Regions from separate parts of the Mus musculus genome. Here all the other regions are linked to region 2. A link is a contact called in public Hi-C, HiCAR-type and HiChIP or PLAC-seq data. All regions are on one chromosome and are shown on one strand. Each heading gives the region's core, a stretch centred on a gene start, on an enhancer-like site or on the middle of the called end of the contact. The rest is flanking DNA. Distances are from core to core; before and after follow the strand shown.

Region 1 (2,700 bases), core at 31-2,530, 350 kb after region 2:
TGTAATTAATCATGTACTACATAGCAGAGGTTTTTGTTCCAGCGCCTTCTCTGATTTTACTCATCTACTTAAATTAGTTTGTCAATTTTTGTTTTACCTCGTTTCCCATTTTACTCTACATAGATTTGTGAGCCACTGATCTTTGCAAAAGTGAAGATTGGAGCATATACATATATTTAGAATATGCAAGATATATGTATATACATATATATTGTATGTGTTCTATCTTCTGTGTGTATGTAAGATTGATTAGAAAAGCTATTTTAGTAATACACCTTCATGAGAAAGCACTGGATTGCTCATTATACAAAATAGTCTTAATGGATTCAATGACTCTCTGACAGTATACATTCAGAAATGGTCAAGTTTTAAGGCATTTTCTATTATTCTTATTAATCAATGAGTACTTTTGGAATCTAATTTGTAAATGGCCATGTTCTTAAAACTTTCAGACTTGTGTCAATTTTAAAAAATTACATACGGTTAATTCTTACACATAAGTGATGTAGTATGTTTAAATATCAACTTGTTATCCTCAGAAGAACACAAAATTACAATATAAATCTTATCTATTTTAAGTAGCATGTTTGAATATTAACTTGTTATACTCAGGGGAAACCAAAAGTACAACATAAATTGTATATATTATGGCTATTGTCCACAGTATATAAAATATGGTCTTAAGGATGAATTGTATCTCATCAGTAAGTGGGTTCACAACTGTGGAAATAAAGGTAGGTAGGTAGGTGTGTGCATGTGTGTATGTGCCCACATGCACGTGTGTGTGTGTTGCTGGAGACTGAGCCCAAGACCAAAAACATTTAAGTAAGCACTCTTCCACTGAGCTATATCCGCAGCCTCCCTGCAATGTATGAACTCCTATTCTTAATTCATTTGCTTTTTGCTTCTTCAGACCAGAGGGTTTTGCAGCCTCAGAGACCTGATGTGTACTCTGCTCAGTTTGGAGCTACATGGGAATCCTAAAATGTTTGAAAGCTTTGATCTTAAAAGGACGAGACTCAATATTTTCTTTAAGAGCACTCTTCCTATGAGGCAATACTTAAAGTCTAAGGGGTAAGAGAGATTCTTCGGGGAGGCTCTCGACTTTCTGAGTCCAATAGAACTGCACCATTCTCATAATCCAGGAAGCACAAATGAAGACATTAACCAGCTTACGTTCCAAACTAAGAGGAGGTTAAAAACACAGCTCATAAGAACAGCATGTGTATCTACCGTTCTGCCACCTAAACTTTGAGTCGCTGTACAAACAAGTCTATCTTGAGGAAACAGGCTGAGTAATTTTCCATTTGGACTGTCTGAGATTTCACCAGGCACTTCAGACTTGCATAAGCCTGTGTTGCCAGATATTTTCCTTAAATTCATTATCTACAGTTTTCTCCATTAAGATTTCCCATGAACAAGAATGCTTTTCTGAAAGGCTGGACTTTAAGTGAAAGCTTTTCTTTTAGAGGCACCGAGATTAAATTAAGTAAAAAATTTAAAGAGGTAGTGACTTTTTTTTTTTTGGCAAACATTGGTTAACATTCTTGTCTCATATTTGAAGATAGACTAAGTTTTCAGACATGTGAGTCTTCACAAACATCAAAAGAAAGTTCAAAAGATGGGAAAGGGAGGTAAAAATATGAACCAGTGTGAAGATCAAGACCACTGTCACTGTCACTACAGTGACTTGAGGAAACATTAGACTCTTTAGTTTTTATAGCATCAACAATTGAGAGAGGCTTTAGCAGCTACACTAAGTCAAAAAGAACCACTGCCTGTGAGCTTCTACAAGCTTACTGGCTGCCATGGAGCAAATGCTAAGCAGTGCAGAGTGCTCTGCCATCCTAACAACAGGATGGATAATTACGTCACTTTATTATTACATTTAGTTATACATGTGTCCAGGAGAGCACAGGGGTGCATGGTATGGTGCACTTGTGGAGGTCAGAGGACAACTTTGGCAAACTGGTTCTCTCCTTCCATCTGGTAGGCTCCAGGGATTAAAAATTATCTTCGAGAGATGGCAAAAAGAACCTTCAAGTCAATAATTAAAATTAATTTATTTCAGATGGTACTTAGGTATCAAAATATGTCCATTTGCATGTATGTACATGTATATGCGCATGGTATATGTATGCACACAGGCTCACATGCATGACTGTTCACCTTATTTTTGGAGACACATGCTCTCACCATTCCTGGAGCTCACTAATTTGGTTAGAGCAGCTGTTCAGTAGCTTCCAGAGACTAGAGCGCTGGAGCTACAGTCATGCATCATTAAACCTGTCCTTTAGGTGGGAGCTTGGGGTGCAACCTGAGTTCCCCATGCTTAAGTATGGAATAAGGCATCTCCAAAGCCCCAGCTGTTTCTTCTTCTCTTTTTTTGTAATTATTTATTGTTTTTAAGCACTAGCTATATGCTGGAAACTTTTTTTGGTGTTATTAAATTTAGAATGCTTGACAGCTATGTGATTGGCACCGTTTTTCTGTCTACAACTATGGAAGAGTCACCATGGATTAGAAAAGACAATTTGCTTCCCCAGTATCATAGCTAGATGTGGCTGACCCAGGCATGAAGGCCAGGTTTCAGACTCCTGATCTAAGGCCCTTTCTACCAATGTTGTGACTGAATGACAAGAAGAGGCTATAACTGGGGCACAAATGGGTTCGAGTCCATCCACCTGAGACTAGCTGTGC
Region 2 (2,700 bases), core at 31-2,530:
ATCAACTCCTAGGGCAGAGCACTTAGACAGGAGTTTCTGAGCTGGGTAGGCTAAGACGGGTGGCCTTTGTTGGAAATGCTGTTGCTAGTGGCTGGGACCAGGTCCAGCCAGCTCACAGCAGCTTGCTTTGGGGTCGCACTGACGCTTGCCTGGTCGCCGGTAGGTGGCGGCAGACGCCCTGGCGGAAGGCGTTGCGCTGCGCCCCGCTGGCTTGGCTCCGCCCGCCGGGTCCGATGCTTCGCGCTCCGCCTCCGGAGCAGCCGAGTGCGTCTGAGGCGATCCCGTGCCAGGCTTGGGGACGCTGCCAGGTTTCTCTCAAATCTTGGCCTAACAAAGGGAAGCAAATTACAAAAATGGAAATTTTCAAACTAGCGTTCAGTTGTATTGAAATCGACGTTTGTGTAGCACGCAGGCACAGACCACATTCATGCTATTTTGTGATTAAAACGATACCAAAAATACCTCCTTGCTTTAGTTTTCATCTTCTAAAACGGCCTCTTCCCCTTTTCTAATTGCTGCTTTACTTTGGGGGAGCAGCGAGCCCCCGGCCACCGTAGAATTGCTAACATTTGCATCAGGACAGTTGAAATCTGGCCCGGGCTGCTATTCTCTCTGTCGTCCCCACCCCAGTCTTTCCTCCTCCCCGTCTCTTAGACTCCGCTGTTTCTCTCGTTCTGTCCTCCCCCCAACCCCCCTTCCTCCTTTTCTTTGGGAGTTGAACTTTAACCCAACCTTGTGTGTCCTTTCAGCCTAGGGGAGTACAGATAAAGACATTGCTAGGCACTGTACGGGGAAGTTTTGTGTCTTGTGTACTCGGTTTCAAGTCTTAGGACAGCGCGTAAATCCTCAGGGCTCCTCTTGATTCAAGCAGCAAAACCTGACCATGGCCTCACCAAAGCTCTGGTTACCTTGCTCTCCCATTAAAAAACAAAAACCAAACCAAAACAAAAAAAACCCCAATGATTTTGAAGCGGCTCTTGAGCTGGCTCTTGAATGGATTTTACTTAACATGAAGTTGTATAGAGCCCGACTGTGTCCTCTTGGCTTGTTTTTGCAGTTGCTAGACAGGCCCAGTCCCCAGTGGGCTTGTGTGAAAGGCGCCCTCCTCCCACCCCCAGCTCTCCGCACCATTTCTTTCCTTGGAAGCTTTGACTGTCTCCTTCCGCAGCAGCTGTGTCTGCAGTGCCTGGAGACAGGTGGGGGAGTAGCCTCCCGCTGAACCTGCCAATTCCCTCTCCAAGGACTGTCTGAATAGCTATTAAAAATTAAAGGACACGCACACGTACACACACACACACACACACACACACACACACACACACACACACACACACACGCTTTCGTTCTTTGTTTTCTGGTGGAGGTCACTGTCACACCAGAGCAATGGTACTGCTTTGCCGACTGAGATTAAATTCTACAGTCCTTCTCTTGTCGGCACTCACCAGCCCACAAGAACCCATTGCCACATCTTTTGGGCCCTCTAGAAGATCTGAGTTCTAGGAGTGGTCAAGTGCCCACTTGCAATGGATCTGGAGAGAGAGGTGCTCCCAACCCCAGGAGATAAACACAGAGCTCATGAGACCATGGTTGCAGTTAGGGATCCCTTGTTTATCTGTATTTGAGTCTCAAAACTAGAACTTTCTAGGGCAGGTGTTGAGTATCCTCTGCACACTGGTAAGAGTTTAACAGGTTCCAGAAGAGAACCGGAAGTCACATTTTCGTTCCCAGCCTGGATTCAGGACCTTCTGCTCTTCCCTGGGGGCTTGACCCTCAGTACCCAGCTACCTCTCTGCTTTTCCCAGGGCTGTTGCCCGCTCTTAGAATTCCTCCTCCTCCTCTTCTCTGATTAGCAAACGTTTGGTCTCTTTAAAGACGTCTTTCAAACACACCCTCTCCAGTCTTTCATGGCTGTGCCTGTGCTTGGGTACCTCTGTAGTCAGTAATCCTGCCTTAAGTTAAATGGGACAAAGTTGCTTGACATACCTGCTGTGCTGTGCTGTGCTGTGCTGATCTCTCTCTCCCTCTCCCTTCCTCCCTCTCCCTTTCTCCACCCCTCCTCTCCACTCCCTACCTCCCTCTCTTTTCCTCTCTCTCCTTCCCCCAATCTCCACTCTCCTTTCCTTTCTCTTCCCCCTTCTCTCCCTTCCTCCCCTTTATCCCCTGAGAGAATATATTCTTTGCTCAGGCCAGGAATGTATCTTTATTTATCTCCTAGCCTGCACACCAAAGATGCCCGGGAAACTCTATGTGATGATAAGGAAACACACCTGGTTCTTAAATGATCCCAAAGGGCCAGCTTGTTTTTCTCCAGTTCTTGCTCCATTGGCAGGCATCTCTAAGTATGTCTGCAGAGTGGAAAGGAAAAACTTAAGGTTGTGTTCACACGTGACTTTTCCATAGTTCAGGGAGAGTCTTCTACTAATGAAGGTTTGATGAGCACACAGATGAAAACTCCTGTACCCCAGCGTGTGCACAGGAGCAGCACTCAAGGAAGACCTGCGACCCGAGAAGGTTTCAGGCATCTGCGTGGGCTCTAATGTATGTAACTTAAGGGTTAGAGAAACAAGTTGTAGTCAGCAGACTTGATTCACTCACTTGCTTAAGCTAGAAACCTGGAGATGGGCTTGAGAGCCTTCTCCTCCAACTTCCCACATTTAGTCTTCAAGTCATGTCACCTCTTGGAGACCCTCAGATCTCTTC
Region 3 (2,700 bases), core at 42-2,541, 260 kb after region 2:
GCTCTCCATAGATAATAATTCATTGTTAAAGCTCTTATACTCCTTTCAAGGAAATTTCTAGGGACTAATTCAGGACTAGAGCTTTTTTTTTTTTTTTTCTGAAGTCCGTAGTAAATGATCACTTAATGAACCCATGCAATTTGGATGCTGTACTTTACAGTGGAAGGTTCAGGTTGCATTTTTCTCTGTTGCCCTTTCAAAGCCAAGGCAGCCACAGGCTGAGCAGGCAGGGATGTTGTGAGAGGCTGCTTCTCTCCATAAATCTGATAACAGAGTCAGACGACGACGACGACTCCTTTATACTTGAACCCTGATAATTATCATTTATACAAGATTACATTAGATAAAAAAAGCTTATGTGAGATGCATAATAATTTTTTTTCCAGGAATGCTTTTGTTCTTGAATTGGAAGGACGACAGCCAAGACCCGCCAGAGGCTAATGGCCGCACGTGAAGGACTGACAACACTCATCCCAAGTCAAGTCAGGGCAGAAAAGACTCCAGACAGGGATCCATATGGTTTTCCCTTCCCTCCTTTTGTAATTTAAATCTTTACGCTGCAGGAGCTCCTACACGGAAAAACCTAGACATGTCCACAGTTTTAGGGACTCTATCTTTCTGAATACCAAGAGTGATGCATAACATGGAAGAGAAGCCAAAGTTCAGTCTGTTCTCTCTGCCTTTCTCTCACCATCCCATTGGAATGATTGAGATGCCTACTGATATGGGGGCCTCCTTAGGATTACAGTATTTTTTTAACTAATAGCGTAAGGGTCTATGGTTTTGTGGACAATTGTTGAGCAATCCTCGTAGATCCTAGAGTAAAAATGCAGGCTGGAGCAGAAGCAGGACTCCAACCCAGGTCTTGCAGATAATTAGGCAGAACCATTGCTTTCAGGCCACTTGAATTCATTTAATAAAAATTCACAGGCTCGCGGGCAGTGGTGGCGCATGCCTTTAATCCCAGCACTAGGGAGGCAGAGGCAGGCGGATTTCTGAGTTCAAGGCCAGCCTGGTCTACAGAGTTAGTTCCAGGACAGCCAGGGCTACACAGAGAAACTCTGTCTTGAAAAAGAAAAAAAAAAAGAAAGAAAAAAAATTCACAGGCTTCCACTCTGGGTTGAAGAAACCAAGTTGGGATAACCTAGGTAAAGTTTTACCCTTAGTCATTCAACTGAGGACATCACAAACAATGACTGAAATCAGAATTTTCTAGACTCTTCACTTACTCTTCTACACAATCTTGTCTTGGTAGAGCAGATTCCTATCCACTTAGTCACACTCACTGTGATAGACTCAGAACGGAGCCTGACACTTGAGATATATTTGGTGATTGCACAATAAATGGCTGAGTAAAGGAGTTTAAAAATTAAGAAAAAACAAGCATAAAACTTTCCAAGGACAAAAATATGTTTTTGCCCCCTGATGAAGAGCCAGAGAGCATGGTGAAAAATTGGTTCTAAGTTAAGACTGCATAGAATGAGATACATGTTTAGAATCCATTATGGTATCTGAGTGAAAACTCAGAAGCTAAAGAGTTAAAAGCTCCTGGTTTGCTCTTCCCCTACAAATTGTGCTGCTGGATTTAAAGAATGAAAGGAATCTTTTTTTTTCTTTCTTCCAGCACAGATTCAGTTGTTTTCACTGGTAGCAAGAAACGCTGACCAGAGAGACCTGTTTCTGACAGAATCATTTCTAGTTAGCATTGTAGGTAGGTGGTATTTCTCAAACAAGAATAGGAATGCACTGAGCTGAACAAAATTTTAGACTCAACTGTTGCAGCACCTCAAACACAAAGGTGACCACTCCACTGTCCAGAGTCCCCTGAGAATGACCTTGAGGATCAAGTGGCTTTGCCTCATGGCCTCCCAGAAAGTGATAAATGGCTTTTAGATAAGAAATAGTGGTAGCCATCAAAGAGTATGCTGCCCAAGGAAAAACACAGGTTTGAGCAAAGAATAAGTAGATAAAAGTTAAAGAAACATGACAGAAGAAATAATTCACCCGTACCATGCGCTCTCTCCATTAGTTGTTAATAAATACCATTGAACTTATTTTATTAAAGATGTAAAAGAAAATGATTAGCAGTGTAAATTTAGACTTTCATTTTTTCCTCCAATTTTTTATTAGGTATTTACTTCATTTACATTTCAAATGCTATCCCGAAAGTCCCCTATACCCTCCCCCCTCTCCCCTGATCCCCTACCCACCCACTCTCACTTCTTGGCCCTGGTGTTTCCCCTGTACTGAGGCATATAAAGTTTGCAAGACCTAGGGGCCTCTCTTCCCAATGATGGCCGACTAGGCCATCTTCTGCTACATATGCACCTAGAGATACGAGCTCTGGAGGTACTGGTTAGTTCATATTGTTGTTCCACCTATAGGGTTGCAGACCCCTTCAGCTCCTTGGGTACTTTCTCTAGCTCCTCCATTGGGAGCCCTGTGTTCCATCCAATAGTTGACTGTGAGCATCCACTTCTGTGTTTGCCAGGCACTGGCATAGCCTCACATGAGACAGGATCCCTTCAGCAAAATCTTGCTGGCGTATGCAATAGTGTCTGCATTTGGTGGCTGATTATGGGATGGACCCCGGGTGGGGCAGTGTCTGGATGGTTCATCCTTTCGTCTCAGCTCCAAACTTTGTCTCTGTAACTCCTTCCATGGGTGTTTTGTTCCCAATTCTAAGAAGGGGCAAATTGT
Region 4 (2,700 bases), core at 4-2,503, 290 kb after region 2:
AATCAATGGTAGCTTTTGTTTTCTTCCTGTCATTGTTTGATGTTCTCCCAGGAAATGAAAATCCGGAGCAGTTTACAAAGATTGCAGGTTTGATTATGGCAGGAGACGAGATTTTAAAAAGGTTTTTAACTCTTAATGTCTACTTCCTTGTTTTAAAAAAGTATTTAATCTTTCTCTTATCATTCTCCTCTCCGACAAGCCTTCAAAGGCTGCTGTGGTCAGAGTGGAGTTTCCTTTAATGCTCCCCCTTTCCCTAGGCTAAGTCTGGGCCACATTGAGCCACTAGTACCTGGGCATGGTGACAGGAAAAGGGTGAGAAGAGTTCACAGTGAGCCTCACCAATCAGTGCTGGCTCTGTCTTTATTCTATCCTAGAATATTTATATAACCCCATTTTTAAGCATGAAATTAAAGGATTTGTTGATTTGGGTAATTTATTATCTACACAAGACCAACTGAAATGCAGCATTAATTTTCTTGGGAGTTTCTGTATTTACAAAATTGTGCACCTGGGTTCTCCAAGGCCAAAGAGGCTCCTCTCCTTCCTTCATCAGAGGCAGGCACTCAGCACTCTGATGTCAAAGTGTTTGATCGGATTCAAAGGACATGATAGGACACATGTGGTCGCCAGCTTCATATCTATTTATTCAACAAATATTGATTGAATGTCTGTCATATTATCAGGTACTGTAACAAGCTTTGGGAGAAAAAAAACCAAATAACCAGCAATTTTGTGGACCACTCTTTGTCATATATGTATGTGGCCCACAATACAGCATGTATGTGTATGTGCAAAGACATCTTTCTTCTGTATAGCCTTTTAGAGTTTAATAGAAAGGGTTGGCTTAGAGCATTTTCTGACATTAGGAAATGAGCCCTGATGGAAAGGTAGGGAAATTCTTGAAGGGTGATGAGAGTACTCATTTTGTAATGGAGCTTTTCTGTTGTAATGCTTTATTTAGGTGAAATTTCTCTGGTAAGGGTCATTAAGAACAGACCCTTGTTACTCTACTGGTGCTCTCTGGCACATCATTCTCTAATGAGCAGGTGCCAATACTAAGGAGATAATGGTGGGAGAACGCTGTCACAAATGATGCTTTCCCACTGTTCCTAAATGTAGAAGAAAAGCCAAGGCATTGATCCCACGGCAGTGTTCTGTAACGGTGACTATTTCCATTACTGCAGGGGATTGTGGGAGATTTAATCATTTCCCCTAATTTATGCTAGTGCTGCAGAGTGCCTGTGATCAATGGACTATTGTCACCAGTCTGAAGCCTTTCTACCAGCCCCTATAAAGGGCCTCTTAGATGCCTCAGCTACAAGTAAGCATTGGTAAACTTCTACTACTCTGGAAACCAAAGAGTGGCTACTGGCAGTCAAATCAGGATTGGCAGGTGTGGGAAACTGAACAATCGCAACATGGGATTTTTGACAGGGTTTCATTAGGTAGCCCAGGCTGGCCTAGCACTTTTAAGCATCCTGCCTCAGTGTCCCAGATGTTGAAATTACTGATATGCACCACCATGCCTAGCTTCTAATACATGATTTACAGAGCTGAGATGAGCCAATGCTACTTTCAGAATTCAACTGTGCTTATAGCTATCAAGGCCTCGTTCTGCAAATCTGGGGTCACCTGTAAACTGTCAAAATAGTCCTCCATAGATGCTTTTAAAACACATAATAATGTATTTACCTACTTACTAACTTTTTATAAGAGGAAATTCTTGAGACTTTTAAAAATAAAATCAACTTAACCTGGAAATAAGTTTATCCCTGAAAGAAGTTTATCTCTGATAGCATTTTAAAAATAATTGCAATTAAATGTATTACTTACTCAATTTTGACTCCAAGTATTGCACTTAATTGTTTGGAGTTTACATCACTTTGACTGGCACAATTGCTTATTAATAGTTTTATAATGTATATAACATACATATAACACACACACAATTTAGTGCATTAGAATTTTGAATGGTTTGCTATAGGAGAACATTCAAACAGTTCATGTTAGATTGTTTGTGTGCTTTTTGATAGAGTTTCATCTAGCACATGCTGGTCTTGGATTCACTGCGTAGCCAAGTAGAAGGATGCTCCTGACCCTTCTGCTTCTACCTTTCAAGTGGAGGACTCACATATGCCACGGCACATAGTGACATAAAGTTTTAAGTGGCTTTTTAATCCTACATCTAAACATAGTACTAGGTTCCATGGATAAGAGTTAAAGTTTCTTATTAGATTTCCTTCAGATCTGCTGGCATTGAGTGACACACTCAGTGCAGGGCAGCCTCAAATCTTGAGGCTGTGCAAGCAGACAGCCTGCAGAGTCCTCTATTTTTGGGACACAGAGAACCTAAGGGAGGTTCACAGGACAGCCATAGAACTGCTCATACTGAGAAGAAATATGGATAAAGGCATTCTCAATTTATTTGTTCTAATGGTTGGAAGGCTAGACTTTTCAAGTTGGGGAATGTTTCTCAGCTGGATTCTAACCTGAACCCAGCTTACTGGCTACTTTTTAAAGAAACTGACCCTAGTTCTCCACCGAGAGTTACAGCTCTCTTAACTACCATCAGCTGGGTGAGGTCTGTCCCCTCAATGATCCTGGTGCCAACAGTGCACATGATTAGAGAAGATTAATTTTACAAAGGACTTTGGCTTCTATCAGCTCAGCTGATAGTCTTGACTTGAGAGACAGAGACGG
Region 5 (2,700 bases), core at 40-2,539, 440 kb after region 2:
AAGGTTCTCAGCCTTTCCATACAAAAATACATATTTAGGGAAGACATCACCTGTCTTAGAAGCTATGATTAAAACAAGCAAAAAACTAAATAGACACACACACACACACACACACACACACACACACAAACAAAACACTTAGCATCCTTTTCCCATGAGGCAAATAATATGAGGTGCAAGCTTTAATCAGACAGATGTGGGTTCAAATTTCATTTTGCTCTATGCTAAATATTGCTCAGAAAATTCTGCTTCAAGTCAGCCACAGAATGCTCATGTCTCAAATGAGGCTATAGGCAGCCATGTGCAACAGTGGAGGCTAAGAACTGAATGGGACCTGCTCACAGTCACACTTCTCTGAATTTTCCTTAGCGTTCTACAAGTATTCAATAACTGATAACAATTTACAGAGGATCCTGGCAACCCACAACGTATCTTCCTGGATTTGTATACAGAAATCTATTTCTTTGGGGTTCTTTTCCTGGTATTTTCTCTAAGGCCTCAATTGAATTCCTTTATAAAATTTCCAATTTAAACATCTAATAGTAGGTGTGCACTAAAAGAGAGGGCAGGAAGAGACACACCTTCAGGCTGTCTCCTCTTAAAACACAACTACATCTCAAATTAAACCCCTTTTTTGTATACTATGCTTAAGGGGCAGTAATAGTCACTTTTCAGCTGAGAAGACAGAGCCCAGACTGGAGTAATGTGTGTGAGCCAGAATGGAATGGGACCAGGAGCCACATGGCTGCTTGTCAGAATCCTAGTCAAGGGCACCAGCCATGAATCTTCACACCCACCCTCCTTCCTTAAGATAGTAAGTAGTTTTACTTCCAAAGAGGAGGTGAGAGAATTTGAGAGTAGTGTTTTTCTCCTCCCTGGGAAAGGCCGTTTTCCAACCCATTCCTAAGCATGGCGGGCAATAATACTTCAGAGAGAAGCAAGGAGATTCTGGGGTGGTGAGGTCCCTGCCTTTGAAGCAAGCCAGCCAGCAAACACAAATGCATGCAATTTGAAATTTTAATTAGGGTGCCATGTGCTGGTGACATATGGCAACATGCTGACAGCTGGGTGTCCAGGTTCAGGAACAGACCTGGGTTCTGAAGTCACAGTTGGCAGAAGCGAAGTTCTCTGCTTGTGCGCTAGGTGCCTGGAAAGTGTGCTGCCAACATCCCCTGCTACCCTGCACGGCCATTCTGCCATTTACAGACACTGTGTGTAGAGGGCCACCGCTGCAGCTCAGACATACGCAGGAACAAAGATGAGAAGAAATGAACAAGATTAAAACCTGATCCCAGGATCAGAGTCCAGGCTGGACCGTGTTCATAACAGCACAGCCATTGACCTTTGGTGGCCCTGGGAGTCTCATGCTAGTCCCTGCAGCATGTGCTCTCTGTGGCACAAGGAGAAACAAACAAACAAACAAACAAACAAACAACCTCTGTTACCTGTTCCAAAGTGTAAAGGAATACGGCTCTTTTTATACTGCCAAATGTGATTTAAAAGTAGGCGGCACACGTCAGTGAATCAGGTGAGTGAGGTACGGAACTAAAACATTTTTAAGACAACTCGTTAAGTATTAAAAAGTTTGTTAACTTTTTCTTCTCAGAATTTCTCCTCTGTGATGAATTATTAGTGGTCAGTTTGACCTCTGAAGCTCAGTAAGCTGCCTGAGAATGTCTCGAAATGGGTTAATGAATTGCCTTGGAGTTCTCCCATGCCCCTCTGCCTGTTCCTGTCCGACTATTTACTGTGTGTAAAGTGGGAAGGGTTTGGGTGTGCTGTTTCCAGGCAAGCCTAGAACCACCAGGAGCGTCTCGGCCACACTGTGCAGTATTAACAGTGCCACTAACTCTTTGGGTCCTTTTCTACATAATGGATTCCTGCCGTGTTGTCTTTGATGGCACAGGACTACTGTAGTGAATAGGCCATGCTGGTCCTCTGTTTCTGGAAATTTGAGTTTCTAACCATCAAGCCATGCAATGCTTCTGGAATACTCTAAATATTAGCAGCTCCCCAGGCTCTCCTGCAGTCCAAATCTCTGAGTGAATTTAAGATAGACTTATCACTGGAGCAGAAATTCAATATAGACCAACAGGATTAAAAGCAAGAATTGTGCTGCTTTCCCTCACCTCCTGCCCCAGTTATAAGCAGTGCAATCTATTTTACTTTATTTTTCCTATCAGTATTGTTATAAAGAGGCAGAAAATAGAGTCACAACACATTCTACTTGAAGTTAAGCTCTGAAAAGAAGCAAAACATACTGAAGATAAACATTAGAAATTTCATGTTTTAGACAACATTGCTGGACAACACAGACAACCAAATACACACACACACACACACACACACACACCGACACACACACACACACAGACACACACACACAGACACACACACACACTCCCCTCAGCTGTAAGCCCAGTAACTGGTTTGGAAAGCAAATATGCATGTGTATATAGTTATCCTTAAGTACAAAGCAGGTTGGTGCAAAGAGCATGACCTCTGGTTATCTCCTCTACCTTTCAGAGCAGTTCTCCCTGAGAAGTATGGCTAGATGCTCCTGTAAGAACAGCAGAGAAGCCACATGCAAGCATCTGTCCAACTCCAGACACACTGCACGTTCATCTCAAGCCATCTTTTAATGTCTTCCATTGAGGATTCCTTTACCTTGAATAAGTGGTTCACAGCCATGACACAGGA
Region 6 (2,700 bases), core at 200-2,699, 490 kb after region 2:
ACCTGGAAACTTGGAAAAGCAATGAGCATATCTGAACTAGTTTTCTCTCAGCCTGGCCCAAACCTGGCAGACCCTGCATTGCAAGTCTGATTCCTTGAAGTACAATTTGCTTAATACTCCTTAAACTTTTTCCTTCCCTTTAAAATTGGCCCAACAGTACCTACAGAAGTGCTGTTATCAATATTAAATGAAGCAAGAAGGTAGGCAAGATGCTTAATGCAGAGTACAATAAATGTTTCAAACTTTGCCACCCGGAAACTCCCAATAACGTAGTGTCTAGTCAAGTCACCCTTTTTTTCAAAACAGTTTGCAATTCAGTCCTCTAGTCTTCTCCCTTAAAGTCATATCCATCTACAAGATACAATGTTGGCATTTATAACCCAACTCTCACACAATTAGAAGCCAGCTTACTTAAAACAGCTCTTAGGCCTGGATGTAGTTTAGTTCAGTGATGGGGGTGTAGTTCAGCCTTTAGCCTCCTTTGCTCAAGACTCTCACCTCAATCCCAGAACCACAACTAAAACAATGCTACCACCAACTCAAAACACACACACACACACACACACACACACACACACGCACCTTGTTAGCTAGATGGAGTTCCTCCTTCATAGGCCCTACTTCTGATGTTCAGGCACAGCACTGTCAAGCACCCAACACTGTGCCAAACATTCTTCCTTTACACGTCTACATCATTTCCATAAAGACTCTCCAAGAAGAGAATTTACTCTCTGTGGATAGACGATGAAACTTTCCTTTACGGGGGTCAAATAAACCACTAAAGAAGACATCTAACAGGCAACTTGCTAGAATTTGAACCCAGGTCTCTCAAAACTCCACTGCAAGGCCATAGTTATCACTGAGAGGAAGATCCATGAAATGCCCCCTGCAGAAGTGCTAACGTGCCAAAGGCTGAGACATTAAGTATGATAGATATTTCTGCACTCACAAGCGTATCACAACATCTACACTGGCATCCATCCGGTGTCAGGGTTTAGTGACCGATGCTGTCACTCACTGCCCATGTCAGAGGTCGCATGGTGCCTCCCCTCCCCCAGTCTTTATGGCCTGTTCAAGCTTTTTATTAGCCTTAATGTTGATTGCATTCCCAGGGCATCTACTAGTTTGCGTATAATTTGTCTAATTAAATTTAAAGAAGAGATGCTTCGGGAACACCGCTTCATCGTTCCCCTGCACTCCATGCTGTGGACTTTAATGAGGACCTAAGCCCCCATCTTAACTCAGCCTTATTTTCAACACAGAGGACCTGTGCTTGTTAAGACCGCCTTCAGTTGTCAGGAAAAACAGCTTTATTAAGGTCATGGAATGTGGAGGGTTTGATTAAAGCTAATCAAGAGAGAAAGCCAGGCTGCAGTGCAGTGAATCAAGCCTCAGTACATGTTTAACATAACTTCGCCTAGCCTATCTGTACAGAGCAGACAGAAGGAAGGTCAGGTTTCCAGAAAGAATGCAGAGACAACGGAGGCATATTGTAGGCTGTGTTCTCTCTGGGCCTAAGAGGAACAACTCTCTCAACAAGAAGCCTGTATCCTAAGCCACCTAGGCACAGTAAGGGTGGTAGCTGTGGTATTCTTTCAAATTTTAATCAGAGGAGTATGATTATATTTTTATAAACAGATTAGAAAGCTGTGATCCATGGATATAGCCAGCTAAGAACAGTATGTGGGTAGCACTTGGTACTAACTGGAACCTGCCATTGGCTAGTGTAATGCTGGGTAGGTCAACATAAACAAAATCTTGGTAAGATTCCTGAAGTTGATTTAAAATATTGTTTTTCATTTTAATAAAGCTGACCCTGGAGGAATGCTGACTGTTGGGGCCTGATCTTTCACAGGGTCCCTGTTGCAGGCTAGTTGGATCTTAGTTCTCTCAAAAATCAAATGAAAGTAGTTAGACTAGGAAGTCTCTGCTTCCCACAGTCTTCATCGGGACATCTCTTTCTAACAGTAAGGTGTACTGTTCACAAGAGGGACCACTCAACTCAAGACTAAGTTAGGAATCCTAATTCACAATATAATCAGGGAGAGAAAATAGACATAAACCTTGAGGAGCTTTGAAAATGGAAAACAACTCTCTTGGTTTTGCTGTTGTTTTTCAACATCATGCTATCTGCCTGCCCTTTTCTGCTTGTTCCCTTCTAGACAAGCTTTGGAACATGTTTTCGAACATACATACAATCACACACACCCACACATCTTCTCTCTGTCTCTCTGTCTCTCTCTGTCTCTCTGTCTCTCTCTCTCTCTCTCTCTCTCTCTCTCTCTCTCACACACACACACACACACACACTCATATGCACTTCCTCACACACATGTACACACACACACATTCATACATATACTCTTTCTTTTAAAATGTTGATATCCAATTCCAGGACACTGATTTTGATTTGTTTCTGTATCAGTACATGCGTATCGATTTACTATACTAACAAGTAAGACTTGAGTTATCAAAGAACTTTAAAATGCTCATAATTAAGACACTGAGAGTTCTATTTACATCCACCAGGCAAACAACCATCAGGGCTCCACACTCAGGGTTTCACAGGCACCCGAAGTAGCAGGGACTTGAGAGAACAGCAGGCCCAGGCTTTCTCACAGGCCTGACTCACCACTTCTTCCTGATTCGCTGGAGGTCATGGAATACAGAGGCTTAGTAGGAACAGAGGAGAGCTGTGCA

The links. A called contact is a pair of places that touch in the nucleus more often than the background predicts. HiCAR-type assays count read pairs that join an accessible place to other places. HiChIP or PLAC-seq counts read pairs in DNA pulled down with a chosen protein or histone mark.
Region 1: an H3K27ac HiChIP or PLAC-seq map of heart atrium shows a contact between it and region 2, with 5 read pairs. The contact joins the enhancer-like site here to the promoter of 0610025J13Rik in region 2. A contact is called at or near these places in 9 of 39 promoter capture datasets (the 3T3-L1 cell line, 3T3-L1-derived adipocytes, the C10 cell line and 6 more), 1 of 484 Hi-C or Micro-C datasets (3T3-L1-derived adipocytes) and 4 of 115 datasets of contacts at active chromatin or transcription factors (bone marrow-derived macrophages, cardiomyocytes, embryonic limb bud and 1 more).
Region 3: a contact with region 2 is called in a HiCAR-type map of fibro-adipogenic progenitors, with 4 times the contacts expected there. The contact joins the enhancer-like site here to the promoter of 0610025J13Rik in region 2. A contact is called at or near these places in 8 of 39 promoter capture datasets (the 3T3-L1 cell line, 3T3-L1-derived adipocytes, embryonic stem cells and 4 more), 1 of 15 datasets of contacts at CTCF or cohesin (the NIH/3T3 cell line), 1 of 484 Hi-C or Micro-C datasets (nephron progenitors) and 3 of 115 datasets of contacts at active chromatin or transcription factors (bone marrow-derived dendritic cells, fibro-adipogenic progenitors and heart atrium).
Region 4: an H3K27ac HiChIP or PLAC-seq map of oligodendrocyte precursor cells shows a contact between it and region 2, with 13 times the contacts expected there. The contact joins the enhancer-like site here to the promoter of 0610025J13Rik in region 2. A contact is called at or near these places in 15 of 39 promoter capture datasets (the 3T3-L1 cell line, the HPC-7 cell line, HPC-7-derived erythroid cells and 10 more), 6 of 484 Hi-C or Micro-C datasets (the AML12 cell line, Sertoli cells, cortical neurons and 2 more) and 2 of 115 datasets of contacts at active chromatin or transcription factors (neural tube and oligodendrocyte precursor cells).
Region 5: a contact with region 2 is called in a Hi-C map of cerebellar granule neurons, with 2.2 times the contacts expected there. The contact joins the enhancer-like site here to the promoter of 0610025J13Rik in region 2. A contact is called at or near these places in 8 of 39 promoter capture datasets (3T3-L1-derived adipocytes, the C10 cell line, the HPC-7 cell line and 5 more), 2 of 15 datasets of contacts at CTCF or cohesin (large pre-B cells and pro-B cells), 7 of 484 Hi-C or Micro-C datasets (cerebellar granule neurons, cortical neurons, granulosa cells and 1 more), 5 of 115 datasets of contacts at active chromatin or transcription factors (embryonic limb bud, embryonic midbrain, forebrain and 2 more) and 1 of 9 other capture datasets (liver).
Region 6: an H3K4me3 HiChIP or PLAC-seq map of embryonic limb bud shows a contact between it and region 2, with 5 times the contacts expected there. The contact joins the enhancer-like site here to the promoter of 0610025J13Rik in region 2. A contact is called at or near these places in 6 of 39 promoter capture datasets (the C10 cell line, cranial neural crest, embryonic stem cells and 3 more), 1 of 15 datasets of contacts at CTCF or cohesin (large pre-B cells), 3 of 484 Hi-C or Micro-C datasets (the MNK3 cell line, the P5424 cell line and cardiomyocytes) and 7 of 115 datasets of contacts at active chromatin or transcription factors (embryonic basal ganglia, embryonic forebrain, embryonic limb bud and 3 more).

The regions. Positions count from the first base shown.
Region 1 is chr4:97,972,826-97,975,525 of GRCm38.p6, reverse strand. All of the region lies in intron 3 of Nfia (nuclear factor I/A), which reads right to left. Among named protein-coding and RNA genes, the nearest start is that of Gm40208, 36 kb to the right of the region's middle. Within about 2 kb of position 1,280, at least 26 of the 459 cell types and tissues checked have an H3K27ac peak or open chromatin away from gene starts, as enhancers often do. A contact at or near this core is called in heart atrium, where this site is marked.
Region 2 is chr4:98,319,936-98,322,635 of GRCm38.p6, reverse strand. It overlaps 0610025J13Rik (a long non-coding RNA gene), which reads right to left and starts at 1,280. Exons shown (of 3, transcript XR_376450.3): 1 at 1,129-1,280; 2 at 1-327.
Region 3 is chr4:98,059,897-98,062,596 of GRCm38.p6, reverse strand. All of the region lies in intron 7 of Nfia (nuclear factor I/A), which reads right to left. Among named protein-coding and RNA genes, the nearest start is that of Gm34218, 38 kb to the right of the region's middle. Within about 2 kb of position 1,291, at least 29 of the 459 cell types and tissues checked have an H3K27ac peak or open chromatin away from gene starts, as enhancers often do. A contact at or near this core is called in the NIH/3T3 cell line and fibro-adipogenic progenitors, where this site is marked.
Region 4 is chr4:98,026,159-98,028,858 of GRCm38.p6, reverse strand. The region is part of intron 6 of Nfia (nuclear factor I/A); the gene reads right to left. Among named protein-coding and RNA genes, the nearest start is that of Gm34218, 4.4 kb to the right of the region's middle. Within about 2 kb of position 1,253, at least 11 of the 459 cell types and tissues checked have an H3K27ac peak or open chromatin away from gene starts, as enhancers often do. A contact at or near this core is called in oligodendrocyte precursor cells, where this site is marked.
Region 5 is chr4:97,878,915-97,881,614 of GRCm38.p6, reverse strand. The region is part of intron 2 of Nfia (nuclear factor I/A); the gene reads right to left. Among named protein-coding and RNA genes, the nearest start is that of Gm19417, 11 kb to the right of the region's middle. Within about 2 kb of position 1,289, at least 14 of the 459 cell types and tissues checked have an H3K27ac peak or open chromatin away from gene starts, as enhancers often do. A contact at or near this core is called in cerebellar granule neurons and liver, where this site is marked.
Region 6 is chr4:97,825,965-97,828,664 of GRCm38.p6, reverse strand. All of the region lies in intron 2 of Nfia (nuclear factor I/A), which reads right to left. Among named protein-coding and RNA genes, the nearest start is that of Gm19417, 42 kb to the left of the region's middle. Within about 2 kb of position 1,449, at least 37 of the 459 cell types and tissues checked have an H3K27ac peak or open chromatin away from gene starts, as enhancers often do. A contact at or near this core is called in embryonic limb bud, where this site is marked.